Regions from separate parts of the Mus musculus genome. Here region 2 is linked to region 1. The links are chromatin contacts, called in public promoter capture Hi-C maps. All regions are on one chromosome and are shown on one strand. Each heading gives the region's core, a stretch centred on a gene start, on an enhancer-like site or on the middle of the called end of the contact. The rest is flanking DNA. Distances are from core to core; before and after follow the strand shown.

Evidence for each region. Promoter capture Hi-C pulls out the DNA fragments that hold promoters and counts their contacts.
Region 2: a contact with region 1 is called in a promoter capture Hi-C map of liver. The contact joins the promoter of Ift52 here to the enhancer-like site in region 1. A contact is called at or near these places in 15 of 39 promoter capture datasets (the 3T3-L1 cell line, 3T3-L1-derived adipocytes, the HPC-7 cell line and 10 more), 24 of 484 Hi-C or Micro-C datasets (the AML12 cell line, the AtT-20 cell line, bone marrow-derived macrophages and 16 more), 5 of 115 datasets of contacts at active chromatin or transcription factors (the SCID.adh cell line, embryonic stem cells, stem cell-derived neural progenitor cells and 1 more) and 3 of 9 other capture datasets (adipose tissue, liver and pancreatic islet).

Annotation. Positions count from the first base shown.
Region 1 is chr2:162,969,633-162,976,411 of GRCm38.p6, reverse strand. L3mbtl1 (L3MBTL1 histone methyl-lysine binding protein) reads right to left here. Exons shown (of 23, transcript NM_001081338.2): 21 at 6,093-6,250; 22 at 5,184-5,246; 23 at 1-2,024. The coding sequence ends at 1,890. Among named protein-coding and RNA genes, the nearest start is that of Sgk2, 14 kb to the left of the region's middle. Within about 2 kb of position 2,586, at least 84 of the 459 cell types and tissues checked have an H3K27ac peak or open chromatin away from gene starts, as enhancers often do. A contact at or near this core is called in 3T3-L1-derived adipocytes, the AtT-20 cell line, brown adipocytes and 7 more, where this site is marked.
Region 2 is chr2:163,013,255-163,020,033 of GRCm38.p6, reverse strand. Ift52 (intraflagellar transport 52) reads right to left here and starts at 2,681. Exons shown (of 13, transcript NM_172150.5): 1 at 2,501-2,681. It overlaps Sgk2 (serum/glucocorticoid regulated kinase 2), which reads right to left. Exons shown (of 14, transcript NM_013731.3): 14 at 5,895-6,779.

The DNA.
Region 1 (6,779 bases), core at 1,337-3,836:
TCCAGTCAAGAACACAGAACATCTGCTGCCGTCTCAGACAAGTCAGTGTGTGGTAGGGCGGACTAAAGGCCAGGTGGTGGCAGTTTTCCACTGCAACCCAGACAATCACAATTGGAGAGTTCGGCTCCTCTTTACTTCCAGCAAATGGGGCAGTGATGTCATATCGGTCAACCTAGCCCTCCCTCCCTGCTTGGCTGGCCTTGCCCAGTGTCCTCCCAGAAAGTTACCCCTGAGGGCTGAAAGGGAAAGGGAACCTGAGCCTCTGCCAGGCTAGCTGGGTGACACTTGGCTGTCCCCCAGAAGCTGTCTGGCCTAGGAAGGGGAGGTCCCCAAAGCACAGAAACAGGAAATCAACAGGACTTTTTGGCTTCCCATTTCTGAGGAAATAATAAAGCCTCATAGCTTAACAGTAGCCCTTCATATCCCCAGTTCTGCACCTCACACCGGCACCTGACAGATACTGCTGAGTGACCAACACGTGTGTACACACACACATGGAAAGATACACACACACACACACACACACACACACACACACACACACACACACACGGAAAGACACATACCACATAACCTATAAGTATACTGGACTGGGGGACAACCCTGCTCTTCAGCCTGTAGGTCCACCTCAGCACCAGATGAACTGAAGCCTGGCACATGCTCCCACCTATTGGAGGGGCGGCTCCCTCCTGGGTTCCCTCCCCACTTAGGCTGGGAGGTGGGTTTGGCAGTAATTGAGTGGAGGCCGAACCTCCACTTGGACAGAAAGGTTCGAGTTCCAGAGCCCCAGCAGGAACCTAGCTGGCAGTGAGAGACTGTTGGAGACTGGCAAGAAGGGCCAGGGAGGTCAGAGACAGGAGAGGGGACCTTTCCAACTCCACCATAAGCGGCTTTCCTTAGACTCGAGAGCAGAATGAGAAATGTTTAAGGGACAGAGTGAATGTGATGCCATAGTGGTTGTGTGCTAGCCAGTGCTACACCCTCCTGGCAGGAGGCTGGGCTGGCAGGGGCCTCTCCCTCATGTGCACTATCTTGGCTGAGAGCCACAGTCAGAGAAAATGATACAGCCATCACGCTTTCTGGAGCTAGTCAAAGCCTCCAGTGTGTCTGACGTCCTAGTCAGGACCGCTTGCCAGGGCAGACTTCATCTCCCCCCACACCCAATAGAGACAGCAGCAGGGAACTTAGGCCCTGCTTGTTAGGACATGGGCTCTAACCATCTGCTCACTCCGTACTGCCCACTTCAACGCCGAGTGATCTTGAACTGAACGTGTTCAGGAAGGTGGTGCCTGGGCTCTCAATCTCTGCCTAGAGGCAAAAGGGAGAAGACAGCCAGAGGCTCCTAGTAAGATGCTCCCATATTTCTGAGTCTTAAGCATCTATGGGGGAAGAGAGCCATGGGGCCTGGCTGGACCATGAACGGGGAGCAAGGGTATACAGCCAACAGCGGACAGGGAGGGAGGCGCCTATCATGTGTAAAATGTGCACACCAAGGTCATGGCCAGTTCTTCGTAGGAGGAGATGGGCCAAGGAGGAGAAAGGACATAGAGATGCCAAAAAGCGACATAGGTCTGAATAGAGGATGCCTACCCTACCTAGCTCCTCCTAATTCCTAAGACAATAACCAAGGTGGCTAAAGCTGTAGGCTACCCCAGCCAGGATACCTGCGGCCCTTATATCAGTCAGGTCTCGGTTTAGTCACACCTTCCCCGGGGCAACTGAACTCTAGGACCGAGGGCTGAGACCTGCTTCCCCAGGCTCCTCTGCTCCCGCACATCTAGTCAGACAGTGAGGGCAGGGGTGCAGAACTCAAGTTGGGAGAGAAGCACCATTTGCAGAGGGAGCCCCGCGAGGATGGGAGGAGCCCCCACTTCCCCGCCCCCAACCAGTCACTTAAAGGCATCGTCAGTGTTTTTGAACATGAGAATGGCGTTATAGATCTTCAAGGCTGGGCCTAGCTTGACACTCATGATCTTCACAATGTCCGCCTGTGTCAGCAAAAGGAAGGCCTCGCCGTCAATCATCTGAGGGGGTGGGAGAGTGAGAAGGAGATGGGGGGGGAAGGTATGGGGGGGGGAGGTCAGGTGTGGTGGTGGGGGTGAGGTGAAAGGAAGGTAGGGGCAGATATGGTGGGAAGTAGGGGGAGGGGAGAAAGGGCATGTGGTGGGTAGGGAAGGGAGGGAGGGCAAAAAGAAAAGACAAGGGAGGGAAAAAGGAGAGAAGGAAGACAACAATGGGGGCGGAGAAGGAACGCAAGAAGCCTGGTCCCCCGCACCACACACATTCAGCTTTTCTTTGTCTTTCTGCTGACTGCTCTGTGTCAGACATGTACACTGGAAAAGCGTCTTTGGAGCCCTTACAGACAGTAGCTTCGAGAAAACAGTTGCTGCTGACACAGTTGTGGGGCTTGCTACCAAACGACAACTCGGAGCTTCTTGTTTGAAAGTTTGCAAGAATTTCAAAATAGTGGCAGCAGAGCACCAAGCCAGCTGCCAGGTCCTTCTAAGCACAGGGCCCCAGGATATTGTTGCACAGACTGCACGCTCGCCCGTCTCAGGAGCAATCCTGGCTCCTGGTCTGAGCGGCTTCACTCATTAGTCATCAGCTTTAAAAACACTGCCTGGACTCACTTTGTAACCGGGGCAACAGCTTCCATATCTACGCGTGGGATCTAGCATTTGTGAACCGCCCGAAGCCAAAAGAGAGCAAAGACAAACAAAAACAAAGACAACAGAAACCCCACAGCTGCCTGTGGGGACCCACCTGTCAAGCTCAGGGCGACTAACAGCAAGCTGGGGATTTTGAGGGCTATCGCATGGGGTTCACTGTAACCTCTGACCTATTCCTGCCCCCCAAATCAGAGAGATGGAGAACACTCCAATGTAAACAAGCTTTTGGATCTGATTTTTAGTTGTAAGCCTTCTTCTATTAAAGTTATTTACTTTGTGTATGTACGGATGTGAGTGTTGGTGTTGAATGTGTGCACATTACTACACGTGTGTGGAGGCCAGAGGGCAATTTCCAGGAGTCAGCGCTCTCCTTCCATCATGGGAGTTTTAGGGATCAAACTCAGGTCTTCAAGCTTGGTGTCAGGCACCTTTACCAGCTTATTAGCCAACTTGCTGGTCCTGACTCCGAGACTTTTTAAAAAAATATATATCACAAGGAAAAAAAAAGAGAGTGAGAGACAAGATAAGAGAATACTCTCATAGCATTGAAAATGTAAACGAGGAAAATACCTAATAAAAAAAAGAGAATACTCTCCTAGAACAGGAGATATTGAAGGGCTACAAAACACCTGAAATAATTTATATGGGCCTTATTTGGCTCAAGAACGATTTTTTAAAAAACGTTCTGAGGTGACAAGAAATGTGGGGAAGGGCAGGGCTTGGTCGGTAGGTCAGAGAAGCTAGTACTGATTGCTTGCTTTCGCAATAACAGCGTTGTTTTAAAAAGTCACGAGTCACAGTGGTCAGAGGTGAAAGACCGTGAGGTCTGCAATTTACTTCCAGCTGCCTCATCCCCAGACAGATGGAGCCAGTGTGTGAAAGGCTGAGAAGTGTGTATTCCAGTCCCCAAAGCCAGCTATGGGGAGGGAGAAGGGGGGAGAAGGCAGGGCAAGGGGTTTGTGAGGCATGGGACTGAGAGGGAAACCTTTAAATGTCCATGGACAGGAGAGCTGCCCCCTGAGCATCAAGTGGAGAAAAACTCTGAGTGTATGCAGCACGTCACAGCACTACAGGGAACGAAGAGAGACCCACAGAGCACCGCTGTCTGATCCCGCGCACACAGTTCAAGAACAGGCAAAGCCAATCTATAAATCCACAGTGCTAAAAAAAATATGACGATCTACAGTGGTTATGTTTTGGGGTGAGGCCCGACCAGAAGAGGCTGAGGCAGAACTTTCTGGTATGATGGGGATATTCTGTCTTGATGGAAGTGGACTCAAGTCCACGTGTTTCATAAAATGGTGGCATTGGCTATTCACCTCGGTCATCTGGAGTGGGTGGGTGGTGGACATCGCTACTGAGCAGTGATAAAGGACTGTTTTAGCATGCAAGAAGCTGGGGGCTTAACTCCAAGTACCAAAATCAAACCAAACCAAACCAAACCAAACCAAACCAAACCAAACCCCTAAGCAAATGAGAGAAAAAAAAAAGCCATTCCAGGGAGAAAGAGCTTAATGCGTTTACTCTGTGTTGGTCAGAATGTTCTAGAAGTAGGAGTCTGTCTGGACTGACACGCAGAGAGCATAGATAAGATGGGCAATACAGGGGCAAGACCAGAGACCACACTGTGCTGCTGCAAGGGAATGCCTCTGTTGTTTTGTAAGGAAGCCTTAAACACACTCAAGGGCTCCTTCCAGTTTCAAACTCTACAAATTAAAAGAGTCGCAAATAAAGTTCTTTATTTAAGGACAACTGTGCACAAAAAGTCAGACTACCACTTATAGAGGTCTCCCCCATACTGGGCTTTTGGTATAGTGGTGGGATTTCTATTTGACTCTGCAATCCTGCCAGATGGATGTACACACATACTCGGGATAGGATCCTGCTAGATCTACTGCAGTGAAAACTTACTCCTTCTTTCCAAAGTTCACAATGACTCACAAGGCAGCCCACAGTGCACTCTCTCTACCTCCGTCATAAAACCAGGAAGAAGTGTGTTCGGAGACAAGATGCTCAAACTGGGAGAGCTAGGATTCCAGCCTAGACTGCCTTCAAACCTGGCACTCTCTTCCCTGTAACTCACGGCATCGCATCTTTCCTAAGCAATACCTAAGGGTGTTGTACCGTGTTAGACTATCTCCAGCAAACACCTACACCTATGCCACCTGTTATCTGCTTTGGGCTCAGTGGTATGTAGGGATGTGGCTCAGGAACAGAGTAGCTGCTCAGCCTGCTCGAAGCTGTGTTCTCTCCCCAGCACTCCAATCTGTAAAATGTTTCAATTCAAACAGTCCCGGGCAGAGAGCAGAAGAGAAAACAGATTCTTTCCCAAGGGGAATCTGAGCACAGTATCCCCACGCTGGGCCACAGTCCCTACAAGATTTCTCCCACAGATATGAGTGACTATGGTTGGTCAGAGGCCCCTCAGGCTCAGGGAATGCTGGGGAGGGGAACGGTGTCTTGCTGGCTCAGTGGCAGTGACTTCATCTCTGTCTCTCTGCACTTGTACCTTACCTCGTCTTTGAAGAGGCGCGCTTGGTCCTCAGAGCCCGTCAAGGTCTGAACGAAGCCAAAGACCTTGGAAATCAAGGGAGATATATTGAGCAGGGGATGAGAGCTAGGGGAGGGGTTGAGACTGTGATCTTGGGGCCCTTAAACTGTGCCAGCAGGTTCTTTCTTATCAGCCTCAGGGGATCATCATGTCTTAAGGCACATGAAGGAAGGTCCCTTGTTCCTTAAAGCATGGCAGACAGGAAGCACCCTCTCTATCTACAAGGGGCCTGTTTGGGTCAGCTTTGCTGGGCAGCTCAAGGGGCTGGGAGGGGTGAACATGAGGTTGGGAGTGGCATGCAGTTCCACCTGAGCAGGGCCTGGTCTGAGACTCCTGTGAGGGTTAGAGGGAGACGTAGGGGCAGGAAGAAGAAGAAGAAGAAGAAGAAGAAGAAGAAGAAGAAGAAGAAGAAGAAGAAGAAGAAGAAGAAGAGGAGGAAGAGGAGGAAGAGGAGGAAGGAAGAGGAAGAGGATGAAGAGGAAGAAGGAAGAAGAGAAGGAGGAAGAAGGAAGAAGAGGAGGAGGAAGAGGAAGAAGAGAAGGAGGAGCAGAGGAAGAAGAGAAAGAAGAGGAGGAAGAAGAAGAAGGAAGAAGAGGAGGAGGCGGGGGAAGAGGAGGAGGAAGAGGAAGAGGAGAGGAGGAAGAAGAGGATGAGGAGAAGAGGAAAAGGCTGAGGAAGGGTTCTGTTCTTCTTCTTTTTTTTTTTTTTTTTTTTTTTTTTTGGTTTTTTCCAGACAGGGTTTCTCTGTATAGCCCCAGCTGACCTGGAACTCATTCTGAGGACCAGGCTGGCCTCGAACTCAGAAATCTGCCTGCCTCTGCCTCCCAAGTGCTGGGATTAAAGGCATGTGCCACCACTGCCCAGCTCTGTACCTCTTCAATGGTCCACTTAGAGACTGTGGAGGCTGAGATGCCCGCCACTCCTGGCAACAGCTTGCAGTGTTGCTCCCAGCACACAGAGAGTGGGCGATCAGCGTGGGTCGGCAAGGTGGACATGAAGAGGGACTGGTGTACCACACTGGGAGGGAGGGCTAGAAGGCAAAAGCAGAGCATGATGGACAGAACTAGGGACGGCCCACATCTGTGTCACAGGGGACACTGGCTGGTCAACAGACATGGCCCCTTCTGAAAGCCTGCAGGGCCACAGCGGGTGGGGTTACCTGGTGCTTATTCCAGCTGGGTAAATGGGTTGCTTGCTCCGGGACTTCAGCACCCACTGTCTAGAGTGACCCCAGAACTCTGCGACTTCTGAGGATGCTCTCTTGGAGTTGCTGGCCTCAAGTCATCTCCAGTGCCCAGAAATCTTATCCCTGACTTCAGAAGTGAGTTCTGTGTGTCCTTTCTGAAGTCCTTTTGAACTCTGATCAATTCTCTTAGCCTAGGGTGATTCTGGACCTAGAGAATGAGTTCTTCTCAGCCCTCCAACCCTGGGCTGCCTCTCCCTTGCTTTCTGATCTGCCCAGGAACCCCTGGCTCCGCAGGTCAGGTGACAGATGCCCCTCGGCTTGGCTGCTTCTTTAGCAGGCCTGCCACTCATTCCTTGGACTTTACTCAATTCAT
Region 2 (6,779 bases), core at 1,432-3,931, 44 kb before region 1:
TTTTCTTGGGCTTTTGTGATATAACTCCTTTTTATTAAGATTTTTATTAGGCCGGGCGGTGGTGGCGCACACCTTTAATCCCAGCGCTTGGGAGGCAGAGGCAGGCGGATTTCTGAGTTAGAGGCTAACCAGGTCTACAGAGTGAGTTCCAGGACAGCCAGAGATACACAGAGAAACCCTGTCTCGAAACAAACAAACAAACAAACAAACAAATGTATTAGCATATATTAATGTGATAATTCCGAGAATGCACATAAGGTACTTGCACCACCCTCTCCCTATGAGCTCCTGTGCCCGCTCACTGACTCCCTTCTTCCCAGACAGGTTTCCCTCTACTTTCATGTCTTTTTTTTTTTTTTTTTTTTTTTTTTTTTAAATAACCATAGTTTGGATTGCTTGTGGGAATGTGAGAAATGTGTGGTGATGCCTTACCATTGAAGAAAATGTCTCCCCTGTCCCAGCAACTTTTAAGTGCCCACAGAGTCTCAGGGAGGGGCAAGGCCTCCTGACCTGTCCCCTCCACGAGACAATGTTGACAGGCCCAATCTGTTGTAGGTCTTGTGCAGGCAAACGTGCTATGTATTTTCTTTTTATGTGCATTGGTGTTTTGCCAAAGTGTATGTCTATGTGTATAAAGGTGTCCAATCCCTGCAGTTACAGAAGTTGTAAACTGCCATGTGTACTGGGTACTGGGATTTGAAGCTGGGTCCTCTGGAAGAACAGCCAGTGTTTTTATAACTACTGAGCCATTTCTTCAGCCCTATGATATAATTTTTTAACACTGAAATTTACGTCCACTTGTAGATTGAAGAGATGGCTCAGTAGTTGCAGACACTTTGCCCCCAAGCCTGAAACACCCATAGGATGACGTCCTTTCTCTTCCATGAGCACTCAGTACCACATACACACAACAAACAAATGTAAATAAAAAAGAAATATATATATATATATAAACTATTTTTGGTCCATTTGAAACTACTCTGATGCTCATATTGGGTACCATTGTTTTTTACCTAAATTACTAGGCGACTGCACAATTCCAATCCATGTTTTAAGAGCTGATAGGAGAGACCTTCAATATACTGTTTCTTCTGAGACAATCTCCTATAATCTAGGTTCGCCTCTAATGCACTGTGCAGTGGAGGACGGCCTTGAACTCTTTAATGTCTTGCCTTAGTTTCCTGGGTGCTGGGATTACAGGCACATTGCCGCCATGCCGCTGCCTCTCAAATGACTTTTTTTTTTTTTTCCCTGTTCTGAGGACCAGGCAGACACCCAGGGTCTCATGCAGGCAGTCTATTAACTAAGCTGCAGCCTTAACCCCTTCAATGAAATTGAAAACATTTTGTCATGTTGACTTCACATGACACGGCTATTTTTTTGCTTGTTTTCTTTCTTTTTTTTTTTTAAAGATTTATTTATTTATTATATGTAAATACACTGTAGCTGTCTTCAGACACACCAGAAGAGGGAGTCAGATCTTGTTACGGATGGTTGTGAGCCACCATGTGGTTGCTGGGATTTGAACTCTGGACCTTCGGAAGAGCAGTCAGGTGCTCTTACCCACTGAGCCATCTCACCAGCCGGTTTTCTTTCTTTCTTTGTTTATTTATTTATGGTTTTTCGAGACAGTGTTCCTCCTGTGTAGCACTGTCACTCTCTCTGTAGACCAAGCTGGGGTTAAAGGTGTGTGCCATCACAGCCGGCTAACAGAGCTGTACTTGAACATGCTTGTTTTCATTTTGTGTACCTACAATGCTGTACTCTGCCTTCTCCAGTTTCCTGATTAGAACGTCACAACGATCATGTTAGTGATATTGACCTATTACTACACGGTGCCACAAAGAACCCAAACATCACAGTACTGAGATTTATATTTTTCTGCTTTTGAGACGTATTTGGGGTGGGAGCAGATTTCTGGGAAAAGTGAATACCCTTCTCTGAGTACTGAATTGCTCTTAACGGAAGAATACACTTCGAGGTAACAGTTTACTGTAGTTTAACCCCACCACCTCCTTCTGAAGGAGCAGTAGATCTGGGGTCCTGTCCTATTAGAATTAGAAATGAGTTTCCCTAAGAATAGGATAAGGTTTAAAAATCGGTAATAATAAGAATATTGAAACAATATTTGGGTAGCACTGCCCAACCATTCTCTTATTTTTTCTTCAATAATCTAACATGGTATACTAAATTTTGCCAAAGTGACGAAAAACACCAAGCGTGGTTGCAACGATAGCTGAGTCTGATTTGATGGCTCCCCATCCTAGGTTTTTTCATATTCTACAGGACTACGACAAATCCGCGCAGTCCGAGGAGCTAGAAATTCTACATCATCGCCAGGACCAGTTCCCAGCCCACTTCCGCGTCCTCAGTTTACCTCTGCCGACCTCGGGATTCCCACAAGGCTGGCCTAGGGGTCTCCAGAGCGGCATGGCGAGGCCGTCATCGTCTCCAGCCAGACCAACGACCTGGCGGCCCGCACAACCCGACCTCTCCTTACCTGAGGCCAGAGGCCGCCAGGTATCCAAGGCCGCGCGCCGAGAAGGCGTGGCTCCGGGCCCCGAGTGACTTCCGTCGTGGCGTGATGACGACAGCGCGACAGACGTGCTGTGTCTGGTGGCTGCGGACGCTGGGGGCTGTTGGGTAGGGGTTCGGGGCTAGCGCTGGGCTGGCCCGTTTCCCGGTAAAGACTGTATCCAAACTGAAGGAGTCACTTTTTAATAGGGAACCTATATTGTTCATTTGCTAGCAACTGCTATTAAAGACCAATAAGATGGTAGGTCCCCAGGCCGGGAATTCCGGCCTGCCTATGGGCGGGGACTGCTGCGGCAAGCCACGCCCCGGCCTGGCCTGGACGCAGGTTCCGGGCAGGCTCTTGCCGGGTAGCGATCAGGAGACCTAAAATGCCAGGTCTTACCAAAATTTAGAAGTAGAAGCTGGGGTAGGGAGTGGTGACGCGCCGGAGATGTAGTACTATTGTGGAGCTGGGGAAGCGTTTCGGGAAGAGGTACTGGCTTGGGCCAACGGTTGCCATGGAAACGGGAAACACGCTTGCTTCCGCAGAGGCTTCACTGAGAGAGGGCTGTCTGTGGCTTTGTAGTCAAAGCCTCTGCAGCCTCAAAACTTGGAGCAGGCACATGTAGGAAGCTCAGCAGTTTTTATTTTCATCTATGTCTTAATACAGAGCAGTATGCGTTAAGGATATTAAAATACACAAGTTTTAAGGCACTTTTCACGACTGTGGTTATGACGATTTTAGAAAGTGGGAAAGAGTGTGAAAGAGAACGATCTCTTCTCTCCCACTGAAGATCAAATCCAGAGCCTTCCACATCGTGAGCTGTACCATTGAGTTAAGTCTCAGCCAGGAAACTTTTCTAGTGGAGTGCTGCAGAATTGAATAGAGTGTGCAATTAAGGATGCAAATGATCAAGTGTGCAATTAAGGATGCAAATGATCAGGATCTGGACTTGGGCAAGTCACGGGATCATTCGGTACTGTAAGTGTACTAGAAGTGCCAGGACACCAGACCGGGAGCAGCTCCTGGAGCAGTTCTCTCACTGTACCAAGTTGCAGAAGGAGCTTGAGGGTTTTAGAGTCAGCTGCTCCGAAGTCCGGTGTCTGAGAAATGACTTGTATCTGGTGAACTTGAACATGCTGCTTAATTGGAGCATTTTCTACGTGTAAATTGAGGATAGATTCTAAAGGTTTATTATGAGGATTATGGATTGAATTGAGATGGCTCAGCAGGTAAAAAGGCTGAGCCTGACATCCTGAGTTAAATCCCCGAGTCCCACATAATCGAAGTAGAGAACCGATTTCTGTAAATTGTCCTCTTGACCTCTACAAGTATTCTGTGGCATGTTTATGCGCGCGCGCACACACACACATACAAATATGAATCTCAATCTCTCTCTCTCTCTCTCTCTCTCTCTCTCTCTCTCTCTCTCTCTCTTGCTCTGTTTGTTTTTTTTCAAGACAGGGTTTCTCTGTGTAGCCCTGGCTGTCCTGGAACTCACTTTGTAGACCACGCTGGCCTCAGACTCAGAAATCTGCCTACCTCTGCCTCCCAAGTGCTGGGAGGTGTGCGCCACCATCGCCTGGCCAAATACGAATTTCAAAAGGATATATTTTAGAACACTATGTATACAGTGTTCTGCCTACATGTATGACTGCACACCAGAAGAGGGTACCAGACCTCATTATATATTGTTATGACCTACCATGTGGTTACTGGGAATTGAACGCAGGATCTCTGGAAGAGCAGCCAGTGCTCTTAACCTCTGAGCCATCTCTTCAGCCCCCATCAATACAAATTTTGAAATGGGATATTCATATATATATATATATATATATGTATATATATATATATATATATATATGTCAGTTTCATAGTATACTTGTTCATTTTCTATCTTGGTGAAGCATTCTGTGACTTTACAATCTTAGAACAGCTGATTGTGGACTTCTGGCAGCATGTTCAGGTTTCGGACAGTCACCCTCCTGTAAGAGGGAAGATTTGTCCTCTCCTTGTGTCTCACCTCTAGCAGTTAACCCACACTAGGAAAGATAAGAACCAGTTTCTTTCCGTATCAAAGCTTAATAGTAATTCTTGACTGAGCTTTGATCTCCAATAGAACAGTGTTGCAGGTGTTCTCTTTGGTTTTTAATGTGTCCCAGCCCTGAGCCCTGCCTCCCCTCTTCATTCCTAGGGCAAGGGACAAAGGGGACAAAACTGAGAGGAAAGGAGTGGGACCAAATATAGAGGGAAAGTCAGTAAAAATCACCAGCATACACTGATTCAAAGAAAAGTCCTCCCATTGTCCCCAAACCAGCCAGCTAATGAGGCTACCCTGAAGTGTGTGCCAGGAGTTTGTGGGAAAGAAACTAAAGTAAAACAGAATAATCTACAGCGCATGGGCAGTGTCTTGAACATGCATCACATGCCCACGTCTGGCTAGTCAGCATTACCTTCTGAAATGATGAATTCTGAACACCTACAGCCTAATAGCTAGCCAGAATACTGGCCTCCAAGATCAGCTCTGTCCTTACGGTAAAGCACATGAACTTGATAACCAGGTCCAGATCAGGAGGGAAGGTCTCGTCAAGACCCTTCTAGATCACTTTCTGGTTCATTCTAGACAATTCTTGCTTTATTCTAAGAGACTTTTATTTTTGAGATATGGTCACATTGTATCTCCCTGACTGCCTGGAACTCACTTTGTAGACCAGGCTGCCCTGGAACTCCCAGAGCCACACATCTTCGGCCTCCCTGGTTTTCAGGGCATGTGCACTATTCCCATCTTTGAGGAGAATTCTTGGCCCTAAGAGCCTAAGGGAGGAGTAGACCTGTCCAAAGGTTACAAGGTAGAGTCCTAGGTCAAATATAGATTACCATTCCAGCCCGTTAGTGGTGTGGCCTTCAAGCCTCAAAGTTTCTCTGACCCTGTCTCTTCCGTTGACAAAAGGGGAAGTGATCATTCCCTTAGGGTCATTGGAAGAAGACCCCTAACCGACAGGAACATCAGCTCTACGACTCGCCCAGGAGACATGCTCTGAGGCTGACTTTGGACAGCTATGTAAAAAGGGAGTGTGTTAAAAGACTGCAATCTTCAAAGGAAAGCTCGAGGCTTCTAGGGACTGGCTGCTACAGTCTGCACCGTTGACCCTTCTCCAGGAGGAACTCGGAGTTCACAGACCCATTCTTGGGCCCAGATATGGCACAGATGCATCTCTGGACCAAATGTCTCACTTAAGCTAAGAGAAGGATGAAGAAGTCAGAATCTATCATTTCCTGCAATTCTAAATGGAAGTCATCTCCCCCGCCCCACTCTGCTCCAACAGAGGCTCAAAAGTAGAGAATTCCTTGAATATTGAAAGGTGTTGAGGCAACCATACCCAGTAACAAATAATATCCAGTGCATTTAATATTACCTGAAACAAAGACACCGTCCACATAGAGCAACCTCAAACCAAAGACAACACATGACAGGCTTATTACATTTCATCAATGTATACACTGAAATATAAATTCAGATACCAAGAGGCTCTCTCCCAGAGTGCTGGTCACCTACATCCTCCCCTTTCTCTCAGCATTTGAACCCTTTTACTACGAGAGGTAGCTTGTGCCCAGGCTGCATTCCAGGAGAGGTGGAGATTTACGACACACTAAAGGAAGCCACCAGACGGTTTCTGGGCAGCCCACCTCTGTCCCGTTCCTCCTTTTCTCTTGCTTAGCACACAAAAGTGGCCAGTAACCACTCTGTGATCTCATAACTCAACATCCAAAGCTACCACGGTTCTAGTCTCTTTTCTGAAGGTTCCTGTGTCCAGCTGATGGAGCCTTCAGTAAATGATTGGATCACTATCCAATGAGGGAGGGGCTCAGGCTTCCTCAGCAATATAGTCCGTTCATAGATGTGTAATTTTATAGCATGGAGAGGTGATAAATCGGAGGTGGGGCCTCCCCCACCCCAGGCTGGAAGGGAGTAGGCCACTTGGGATATCTTATTTGAAGGTATCTTATTCCCAGCTCGGACTTCTGTTTCTGCCTCCTGGTAGTCATAAGGTAAGCCACCCCTTCCAGTGAGATGACTCAGCTTTGGCTGAAGACCGTAGCAATAGATGAGCCAACTGTGGGCTTTACCTTCTAAAATCGTGAGTCCAAATAGATGTTCTTTACTTTTCTTGCATATTTTGTCACTGCCTCAGCAACAACAAACAAGACAAAACAAAAATGAAAAACCAAGCACAGAAGTCATTTCTCAAGAAGGGCAAGTCAG